Linked DNA regions of Mus musculus: region 2 is linked to region 1. The links are chromatin contacts, called in public Hi-C maps. All regions are on one chromosome and are shown on one strand. Each heading gives the region's core, a stretch centred on a gene start, on an enhancer-like site or on the middle of the called end of the contact. The rest is flanking DNA. Distances are from core to core; before and after follow the strand shown.

Region 1 (5,559 bases), core at 1,989-4,488:
GCACCATCTGCTGTGCCTTGCTGCTTAATTAAACTAAAACTGGTAGGTTCTTAATTCTCACAGCTCATAAAAATAAAGGTCACAACAGAGCACTGGTATCACGAACCATTCACACAGTGTAGAGTTGCTCAAGTGTGTGCCGCCAACATCATTCAACAGAGAAAAAGGAAAGCCCCTATCCCACTGACGTCAGAGCAGAGCATGATTCCATCCGGCTGACATCAGATCAATGGACAAGGCAGCTGCCTCATCAAAATGAGTGACTAGAAGGACAGAGGCTCGATGTCTGGCCATCATTCTTCGAGTCTCCCCCAGAGCACTTGCCAAGAAACTGCTCGTATATTATAAGAATTCTTATGACCTCATTCATTCATTCCTCCATTGTTCAGTTACTTATCAAGTGTTGTGTAAGCATTTGGGGGTGATATGAAGATGCATCAGACACAAGCACACTTGCAAATGACTTTACCATCTACAGCTTTACTGCACATAGGAGATGATAATTCATGCATTTGGGATATACAGTTCAGTGGTCTCTAGAAGGTGCTAGAAATCTCTAGGAGGTTCACAGGGCCCAGTACCTGTCACTAGTACCTAAGTTACAAACCCTGACTTCATCCCCAAACCATCTCACATCCACGAGCACTCATTCTCACATCTTTTGCCCAATTCGGCAGCCAGTAATTTATTTTCTGTGGCTATAGCCTTGCCTTTCCTGGAAATTTCAGATAAATGGCACTTCTCCCACTTGGCATGGTGTTTTAAGCTCATCCATGCTATGCTGTGTGCTGCTGTTAAAGACTGCATAATATTCCACTGAGTGGATGCGCCACGTGTTCCTTATCGATTTGTTAAGCAGTGTGCATTTGGGTTGTTTCTGGGTTTTGTGATTATGAATACTTCTGCTGAACATTGTCTAGCATGTTTCTATGGAGACACATTTTGATCCCAGGGTACATTGCTAGGCATGGAACTGCTGGATCCTTTGATCACTATTTTTAATACTTTGAGGAACCACCAAGCTGGTTCCAAATTTACTGCATCATGTTACATCTCTACCACGAATGTATAAAGTTGCCAGGTTTTCCACACCTTTGTCTGCAATTATTATCTTTTGTTAAACTTTAGCCATCCTGGTGGGTAGTGAGGCGGTTTTGATTTGCATTACCCTGGTGACTATGACAGCAAATACACTTTCTGTGTACTCTGCCTGTGCATCGGCTTAGGTGATGCTCTAAATATTTATTTTTAGAAACCATTAGTCAGTTGTTTGGTATAAACATATGAAATACTGTATTTAAAATCGTTTCAGCTCCAATGTGTGGCCTTCCCCATCAAATAACTAACATGTTTTTCTTATCTGTAAATTCCTTTTGATGTTTAAATAGAAACCTAAGTGTCTAAACCCAGAAAAATATCCAAATTCCACAGTCTATTTTAACATGGGGCTTGGTGGGAAATTTTTCATTTGACTAGACAGCTCTCTCTAGCCAACAGGCCATTATACAAATCTACTAGAAGCCAACTAGTAAGGATTTCTAAAGAAGACAAATGACTTAGAAAATACAAAGTTACGGGAAATTCGAGAGGATGAAATGACAGAAAAGCAAAACAGAAATTCAGTTTTAAACAAGGACATTTACGAAAAGCTATAGAGGTAAAGAGACAGGCTCAGAACCTACTTGAGTTTCTTGGGGAACGTGTGGAAGATAACCAGGAGTTATTTCCCAGAACCCTGAATGAATGATGATGTCATTTGCCCAGAAGTTGGAGGAGGGGGGAAAGAAAAGCTAGAAATACTACAAAGAAGGGCAGGTTACATGACTGTGTCTTTTGTAGTGGACAGATGAGGACACGTGCTCAAGCTGATGTGAGCCACAGTGGGTCTGGGAGGCAGAGTGGTGGAGTGGGGGTCGGGGTGTGGTGCAAGATGACACAAAAAACCCAGCAGGGTGCAGGCAGAGAGTTCAAGAACAGGTCTGGGTTAGGGGTGCTGGTGGGGAAGGGAGAGCTGAGCTCATTCACTCGCAGGCAGAAACCTACCTTCTTAACTCCTTTCAAGCCAAATCCCTCCAGCGTGGAACAATGGAGAGCTTAATTCAGTGATACAGTTATGAAAGGCTGATGAATGAAAATAATTGATCCTCATTATCTCTTCAGCACCTTTAATGCACCAGCAACAGCGATCACCTGTCTTTCCCCCTGAAGTCTCTGAACTGGATCATGCATCTTGAACTTCCTTGACTGTAGTTCCCCCCACCCCTTTGTTAAACTCAACATTTCTTTCCAAAGAAAACAAATAGAAACAAACAAGAAAATAATGGATTGGCTGCCACTCTGTCCACAAAAAAAAAAAAAAAAAAAAAAAACAAAGGAAACTCAAAAGTGAAGTCTGCAGCCCTTGTAGGCTGTCCCCTCCAACGCCCATCTGTAACTGCTCTCTCTTGCTGGAGTGTCCAAGGAAAAGGCTCAGGGCAGCAGAAACAGAGACCTTACCAAGCAATTACCGGTGAGGAATCTTCTGCCAAAACAGTTAGTACAGACGTAACCTTTCTTCCCATAGAGCTTAGCATCATCCCGTGGCCAAAGAGAGGCTTGATAAATACTACATGCTGAACAAGTGATCAACTTGATAGGGGGGGAAAAAAACCCTAAATATGAGGAATGACCACGGGGAGAAGTCCAGTGCTTCCATGAGAAGCTGAGGTTACCGCGCTTCCTGCCTCCTGTAGGTGGCGCCAAACTCCTTGAAGAAAGGGACAGGCAGAGTGAAAGGCTGCTGCTGTGTCTACACAGACTGGAGAACCCTCTTCTGAGTTGGCAGTCTCTCTTCCAAGGCTGCTCTTCTTCACTGCGCTGGCAAGCCCTGGATCAAAGAAATGGCTCACCTGCACTGCGTTAATTACGAGCTGCCCTTTCCCTGAGTGCCCAGCCTCGCATTACGGGATGACCAGCTCCGCAGCAGAGCTCCACAGTGTTGGGCAAATGGAAGGTTAGTTACAGGGGCTATTAAAAGGATTGGCAAAGGTAAAAGCGCATTTTAAAGCCATTAGGATCCCTTGCATTAAGTCTTAGTAAAGAAATGCCACGAGGCTACTATTGAAAGCCACCAGCCAGAAACTGGGATCCACAGGTAATCAGCAGTAAGTTGGGCTACCGTGGCAGAGGGCTCTCATGCTTCTGAACGGTCCTGATCTGTTAGGCCTTGGTCAACACGCAAGAGTGCCAGTGAGGCCTCCAGGAACACCACCCAGATGTGCACTTCCTGGAGAGTAGCCAGAGCTGGGACTTTGGCCCTCACCATCATGAAGCAGTGGGAAGTTCCGTGGGGGGTGTAGTGGGGAGAACTGAAGAGGCTTGGTCAAGCAAGAATAAAAGAGGCTATGGGCAGGGTGTGTCTCTGAGGACTACACAGCCAAGCAGGAACTGGATATTTCAACCCAGGTTTTCACTTGCATTCTCTAGGTCCGATTTTTATAACAAATAAACATTTTCTGCCAAGATCCTAAAATTTTTTTTAACAACAGCCGCCAAAACCGACTTCTATTCTGCACAATTATATAAGACCGAGCAGAGCACTGCTCTCATTTTTGAAGCTTTGTTTTAAGCTCGCTCATTAATCTTTCAGTCTTTTCCCATCTCTGCTTGACTATAACTGCCCTGAATTTATCCAAGCCTGCAGTATGCCAGGCTCACTGGTGTCTAAATCACCGAGAGCTGAATACACATTCTACTCAGGGGACTCAACATTTCCATCAGAAAGAACCAATCACAGCTTAGGAGAGGTAAACCTCTTTTTAATTGTATTCTATAATACTAACAGGCATTCATTACACATGGACCTTAAAACAAGATTTGCTCTTGGCTGCTCATAATTGTATTTCTACAGCAGTTTAAACCGTTGGCACCTGCAATTGCTAGCAGGCCTAAGCTACGAATTTCTATTATCCCAGTTTCAAGGGTTACATTTAAAATAAAACTCGGAGGGGCCAAACATTACATACACACATATTTACACAAATTAAATACTATGCACAAGTCAATACCTTCTGCACACAAAACTACATTAAGCTCAATTAGCCCTAAGCAAAACCACAGGAAGCAGGTTTCCTGTGAACCCAGGGTGCTCTTCCCTGTACTACAGAATATAAAAGCAGCTACAATATGGAGTTTTGCAGGACTATCAATGAAGGCTTAAAAAAAAATCATTATCAATACTGATTTCCTAATTAGCTTATATAAAATTACCATAAAACAATCCAACTCAAGGAATTTATACACACATAACATCTAACTTCTGGGTATAAATTTAAAAAAAAGTTCTCTTTAAACATGCAGGGGTCAGCATGAGTTTTTCCAGAAAAAAATAATTCTAACTCTGAGCTACAAAGAGTCACCAAACTAAAGTGCAATGTCCTTCTTGTTATGGTTTTCTTCTTGATTATGACCAAAATTAAATTATACAAATATTTCACTAAATATCTTCTCAAACCTTATAAATATTAATATGAACTCAATCTCCTATGTGCCCGGCATTTAAAAATCCATTTAAAAATCTTGGAAACTAATTTAAGATTTCCATCTAGAATACAAATTAGCAAGTCCTCCGCCTGTGTTTCGCTCAGCACCCGTATCTGCACATTTAGTACCGAATGTCAGTCGGTAGCACTTAGAGACCATGAATATTAAAACCACGCATTGCCTGCTAACATATCAGAGCACAGCAAGCCTTCAGTTTGTCAGAAGCCGGGTTTGCAGCGGACAAACTACTGCATCTACAAGACCAAAGCCTTTTGTGAATTCCCCAATTGTGCAAAGGGGACAGAAGTTTTACTGTTAAATAGACAATCTGGGAGGATTGCACACACACACATACACACACAAAATTAAAGTCTTTTTAAAAACTCACTACCATGTAATGCCCTTGGCTATTTGTCTTCATTTCCTTGAAGACTTGATCAGAACAACAATGTCAGCTACTGCTCACTGAGTATGTACTAAGATTAAGTACTTTACACACACACACACACGATACGCACACACGCAGGTTTTATACACATGTTCTTATTTGCACGCCACCCTTACAGTACTTTATGCACGTACTACACACACATAGTTATCTTCATATATACACTATGGAATCAGATTCTCTGCTTTTTGGGGGTGTTATCCCTACGGAGGTCAGGTGACTAATTTATTTGAGCTAACGAGTAAACTTTTAGAAAGCGAGAGTCCCACTGTCCCCCTCTCTGATGCATGCTATGATGCTGCCACCATTCTGACCCCTGCTGGATACTCCCTCCAACAGGGAACAGGGACCCTGGCACACGTTTGCTTTCCACGTGCGTGAGGAGTAACTTCCTAGAGCAAGTCGTGTTTCTTTAAGCACGTGGGAAACCAAGTGGGTTACCCTGGAAAGCACATCAACTGCCTGGCACAGAAAGCACGAGTGTATGGCTGGGATTGAGCTCAGGACTTAAGTTCAAAATGAAGTGTGCACGGCCTACCAGCCTCATAAGACTGCCCCATCCCGCTGTCTTTGAAAAATGAAGCAGAAAG
Region 2 (5,660 bases), core at 3,110-5,609, 200 kb before region 1:
ACTTTGTGTCGTCTCTGTGCCCAGCCTGTCTACCGTTCACATCAGTGACCCAGAGCAACTCAATTCTGCCATTGGGAAGTGAGCTTCAGGTAGGTCCTATGAAGTGTTTGGCCACTTGTCCCCCTTGAGTAGCATCAGCAGCTGGGGAGCTCTGAGACTGAAGGATTGTAGTGTCTGCGTATCGGCAGGTGTGTCTGTATGAACAGATATGTCTCATGTATGAACTGTGTGTCTATGAGTAGATGATAGTGTACAATCCCTGCCCTGGGATGGATTCATGCAATGCAGAGGAGGGAATACATAGGGAAAGAGCATGCGCAGCCAATATTGGAAGTCAGAAAGTCAGGAAAGTAACGCTTGAGAGAATACAGAAAGAGACATAAAGCCTGGTGTGGTGGCACACACTTGTGACCCTAGTGCTGGGGACGGAGAGACAGCCAGTCTAGCCTACTCAGAGAATTCCATGTTGTTGAGAGACCTTGTTTTAAAGACAAGGTAGATGGTATCTGTGGCGGTTTGAATAGGAATGCTCCCCATAGATTCACTGTTTTGAATTCTTGGTCCATAGGGAGTGGCACTATTAGGAGGTGTGGCCTTGTTGGTGCATGTGTGGCCTTTTTGGAGGAAGTGTGTCATTGTAGGGGCAGACTTTGAGGTTTCATATGTTCATGCAGTTTGGCACACAGTCTCCTTCTGCTGCCTAGGGATCATGATGTAGAACTCTCAAATCCTCCAACACCATGTCTGCTTGCATATCACCATGTTCTCACAATGACAATAGACTAGACCTCCGAAACTATAAGCCAGCCTCAGTTAAATCTTATATGTTATGAGTTGCAGTGGTCATGGTGTCTCTTCACAGCAATAAAACCCTAACTAAGACAGTACCTGAGGAATGGCACCCAAGGTTGATCTCTGGTCCTCACACACACATGTTAATACATGTGAACCTATACATACATGAACACAAGTGCACAAACACACACTCAGACACACAGTGACAGTGTTGTGTGGGGAACAGGGTCTCATAGTGCCCAGTCTGATCTCAAGCTCACTATGTAGCTGAAGGTGACTTTCAACTCTCGTTCCCTTGTTTTTACCTCCCAGGTGCTGTGACTACAGGTGTGAATTACAATGCTCAACAACAACGTCAAAGACATTTATTGGGCCTTATGGGGTGTAGTGGGGGTATCTTATAGAGATGGAGTGGGCTATCCTAAGACCCAGGGATGTATAGGTACTTGGCCCATGTCACTGGGCAATATGAAGCCCTTCAAGACAATTTTAAATTTGGAGGAGATCAGGTACTACCAGCCCATGTGTATGAGCTCCAATGGCTTCAGAAAGGGCAGCTACACAGTCTGTCACAGCCACACGATCACATAAACACCTCATACCAACCAGCAACAGAGCTGTCTAGAGCACGGTCTACAAATAGGAGCCTTGATAACAATCGCATCAAAGAGAAACTCGTGAACACATTATCCATTGGATCAGACCCTTTCAGTGACTTTCCTAGTGACCCTATAGCATGGCTGTCCTTATCCCACTTGACAGGTGGAGGAAGTGGTACTCACAGACACAGACTCCACTGTAAGGAACTCACAGATGAACTCTGGATTTCCCCCAGCTTTGATGGAGACAGTCTATTGATTTAAATATCATGTCCTCTCCTCACATAGGGATGCCAACTCACAATCAGAATAACGGCATCAACCAGCATTTATCAAGTTGGCCAAATAGTAAAATCAAAAGGGAGGCTGAGAAGCTTAAGATAGGACAGCATCCCCCCTAAGTACTGATATAGAGGGTCCACTCCGTGAATTGGTACATGGTCATGGTATCCACATCCACAGGGCTGGCTGGAATATCCTTAGTCTCCTCCTGTATGTGGTCATGCCTTGGTGCTTTGCTGTTTGTTATGCAAGATGGCTGAGCAGCGTCACTTCTGATTAACACACGCTTCCTGTAGGTGTGTTAATACATTCAATCAGGTTACTGTCAAGTCAAGCCACCCAGGGAGCTGTTCCGCCTCCTGAAGGTGACTTTGCAGCTCTGCTCTGTACACGTCTTAAAGTTTAATTGGTAACAGACAAACCTTCATTCTCTACAGACTCTCAAGAGGTGCTTCACTTTAGTTCCACCATCAAGAAAAACATACCCAATGTATTAGAAAGCAATGTATGTGACTGTTAACAACAACAACAACATGCCAAGGAGTTAAAAGTGGAGGGGTAGGTTGGGCTATGGAGCACAAAATGCAGAAATCGTCCATCTCAAAATGATCTCTTAGCCTGAGAACATGGCTCGGTTGGAAAGTGTGTGCCATGTAAGCGTGAGAACCTGAATCATTTCCCAGGACTTACATCTGCTTTATAGGCCAGGAATGGTGATGCACACTTTCCATCCCGAGCAGGGAAATGGAATCAGCCTGATTCCTAGGGCTCTCTGGCCAGCTGACAAATTCCAAGATAGTGAGAGACTCTGTCTCAAAAACACAAGGTAGAGGGAAAATGCCCAAAGCTATTTTCTCCACATGTGCATTCACACCTAAACAGATACACCCATACACATGCGTGCTCTCACCAGCAGAGAAACATATGAGCTTGTACACAAATGCACATGAGTGCACACACAGGCACATACACAGACACACACACACACAGGCACACGAGCACACGCATGCGCACATGAATCCTTATCCTTCACAAGCTTCCATTCCATAGCACACATTACTTCATTTCCATTGGGAGCATAAATTCATGAATGCCTTTCATATTCTTTAAGACCCTCATTCATTCCATGCATGTCACTGGGCATCTGAAGGTACCACACTTACGAAGACATCTTCTGTCCTAGCAGCAGCTGTGTCTCCACTTTGGCTTCAGCGCCAGACACAACAGATTCAGAAGGAGAGCAGGAAAGAAGCAGTCACAGCCCTTAACCTAATCAAGACCCACCACCACCACCTCCAATAAGAAGGCACTGAGTAGGCGAGATACCACAGATCATACACTGTTTCCACCAGAATCCAAAGCCTGGTTAGGGTGGAGAAGAGTAGAACAGATAACTTTTGAATCTGGCCAAGCACAGAAATTTTAAAATTCACTGAGCTATGTTATTCAAATTAATAAGGTTTGGACCAAGTTACCAAAAGGGAGAAAAAGAACATTATTAAGAGCAGACACGAGAAAACTCAGAAATCTAAATCTAGTCTATAGATTGTCACATGAGGTGTTTTTGCTTGTGTTTTGTTTGTTTTGTTTTGTTTATTAGCTCTGTCTTTCTGACCCAGCCCCTGCTGTCTGTGGTCTGATTCTCTGCTCACAGGATTCCTGCACAGCGTTCCTCCCTGGTCCACATCACCCACCCTTGCATTGACTCAGCTTGGCTTCTATATACCACTCTGCATGACTTTGGTCTGGTCCTAACTCCTGCTTAAAGTTCTCCATGGATCTGGATAAATCCAAATGTTAGCACCAGTACCTAGGGTTCAGGAGGGTGGGTATTTGGGAACCAATATCGCCAGCGTCAGTCCTGGCTCTGCTAAACTGGTTAATAAACTCTTGTATCATTCTCTGTGCTTCTGTGTTCTTTCAAAGATGGGGACTGTGATGGGACTAGCACCTAATGGGACAGTAAGCAGAACTGATCGTTAGGTGTTGTCTGCTCTTAAAAACCGGGGCTGGAGAAATGACTCAGGCATTAAAATTATGTGCTGGTCTTGGAGATGATGGGGGTTTGGTTCCCGGCACCCACAGTCAGGCAGCTCACAACCACTTGTAACTCCAGCTCCACAGGATCTCACACTCTTTCTGGCCTCTGCAGGTACTTGCCTTCTGATGTGTATGCACGTGAGCACATGCACATATGCACATAATACTTGCAGTATGCACACACGCATGCAGCATGCACACATACACATTCAACATACACACACACACACACACACGAGCACACACATAGGCACACATATACACATCTACAGATACAAATAAAATCTTTAAGCTCTTATAACAGTACCTGGCACACAGCAATCACTGCCCAATGCCCAGTACTGTTCTTATTATAAAGAGATGCATAGCTAAAGTTTAATTAACAAAGCTGAGAGTGGGCTGTCAGAGAGCTCTAGAGAAATGGGCTCCTGTATCTTTACTACCTGACACAGTGTGACAGTAAGGAGCCTGGCAGTGGAAAGTATGACACTGTTACTGGCTGGATGGACATCTGGACATACGGACAGATGGATAAATGAATGATGTGACCCTCGCCTCTAACAAAGATTCTTGGCCCAAGGCTCTGGGTAGTGTTTGTACAAGACCCTGATACCATCTGTGCATCCCTCCTCGCTGGGCTCTAAAGCTGCACGGAAGGGGTTGTGGTAACTTAGCAACGGAGGCAGCTTCCATAGAGACGAAGCTGCAGACAATGAGATCAGGTGCCAGGTCCCACCCTACATTTGAGTGCAGAGCTCATGCAAACAGCAGCCTGCACCCCTGCCTTGAGATCCTGCTGGTCTTGACACTACGGGGAGGGCCAGACCTATCCAAATTTCCCTGCGCTGAGTGTAAGGGGGGGCTCCTGAGATGGTAAGATTAATCTTTCTGGTAGTGTTGGGAAAGTATATGCTTCTCACAGAGATCAAAGGACAGGATACCCTTGGAAATGTCCTTCCAGACCAGGGAAAGTCAGAGAATGGATGCCCCAGCTACAGTGATAAACAGCTAAAGGTCAGGGGAACACAGGGTTATCCTACAAAACCATGTTCCAGCCGTGTGAAGTCCCAGGTTGGCATTCCATGGAAAGCTTCAGAGGACACAAAGAAATGGCTATGATGACCTTTTTAGGCTGAGGGAGTGGAGTGTGTTAGGATAGGCAAGGCGGGGACTCGAAAATGAAGCTGTTTAACTGGGATATGCAGAATAAGATGCCCACCCGCAAACACATGCTGGGTAAGGTACTGGTGCTGAGTCTTTCTTCCTTGTGCCAATCTTTGTTCTTGTCTTTGTAAACTGAGTGGGCCTCAATGTTGTGGCTGAGGCACCAACAGCGAATCTGTATGAACCCACTGTGCTCCAAAGAAAGTGTTCTCATTTGGGTTCAACTGAAAAACAAGTTCTTTCTCTAGCCCCATCCCCTTCTGATCCACCCAATTTTGCCCATGACTCCTTTGTAAGACATAGGGGCATAGATGGTAGCAGATCCAACTCCCTCTCTCCATTCTCCCATCCCTACCCTACGAGCTGAAAATGACGCTTGCAGAAGCATGGGATGTGTTGTGTGTTGCCATCCTGGTGCCCAGGTAGAGTGTGCTATGCTGCTAGAACTATCAAGTCCCCCAGTGTCTGGATTCTAAAGGACACTAAGGCCATTGTCTCAAGCCCCTGAAGTCACATGCAGGTAGGAAATGGGAGGACTAGAGAAAGACCAAGGAGAAAGCCAGATGCCAAGCTGGCATCTGACGCTTCTTGGTTACAGTAAGGTAGAAGGGAAAGGGGTCTAGTGGGACCCGCTCAACCTAGCTAGTTAATGATAAATGTAAAGGCAGAGCGTTGGGTGGAGGCCAAGGCCAAGGATGCATAGGTGAGGATGGGACTGGACCTAATTCCACTCGCACAGCAGTGCAGCCAGGAAGCCTGCCTGCTCCCTCCCCAGCACTG

What was found. Hi-C and Micro-C count contacts between places; a contact is called where the count stands out from the background.
Region 2: a Hi-C map of the N1E-115 cell line shows a contact between it and region 1, with 3 times the contacts expected there. The contact joins two enhancer-like sites. A contact is called at or near these places in 12 of 484 Hi-C or Micro-C datasets (the BV-2 cell line, the N1E-115 cell line, cerebral cortex and 5 more), 3 of 115 datasets of contacts at active chromatin or transcription factors (double positive thymocytes, embryonic stem cells and stem cell-derived neural progenitor cells) and 1 of 9 other capture datasets (embryonic stem cells).

The regions. Positions count from the first base shown.
Region 1 is chr9:47,705,685-47,711,243 of GRCm38.p6, reverse strand. All of the region lies in intron 1 of Cadm1 (cell adhesion molecule 1), which reads right to left. Among named protein-coding and RNA genes, the nearest start is that of Gm10677, 110 kb to the left of the region's middle. Within about 2 kb of position 3,238, at least 40 of the 459 cell types and tissues checked have an H3K27ac peak or open chromatin away from gene starts, as enhancers often do. A contact at or near this core is called in the N1E-115 cell line and cerebral cortex, where this site is marked.
Region 2 is chr9:47,909,335-47,914,994 of GRCm38.p6, reverse strand. No RefSeq gene overlaps it. Among named protein-coding and RNA genes, the nearest start is that of Gm32016, 27 kb to the left of the region's middle. Within about 2 kb of position 4,359, at least 53 of the 459 cell types and tissues checked have an H3K27ac peak or open chromatin away from gene starts, as enhancers often do. A contact at or near this core is called in the N1E-115 cell line and cerebral cortex, where this site is marked.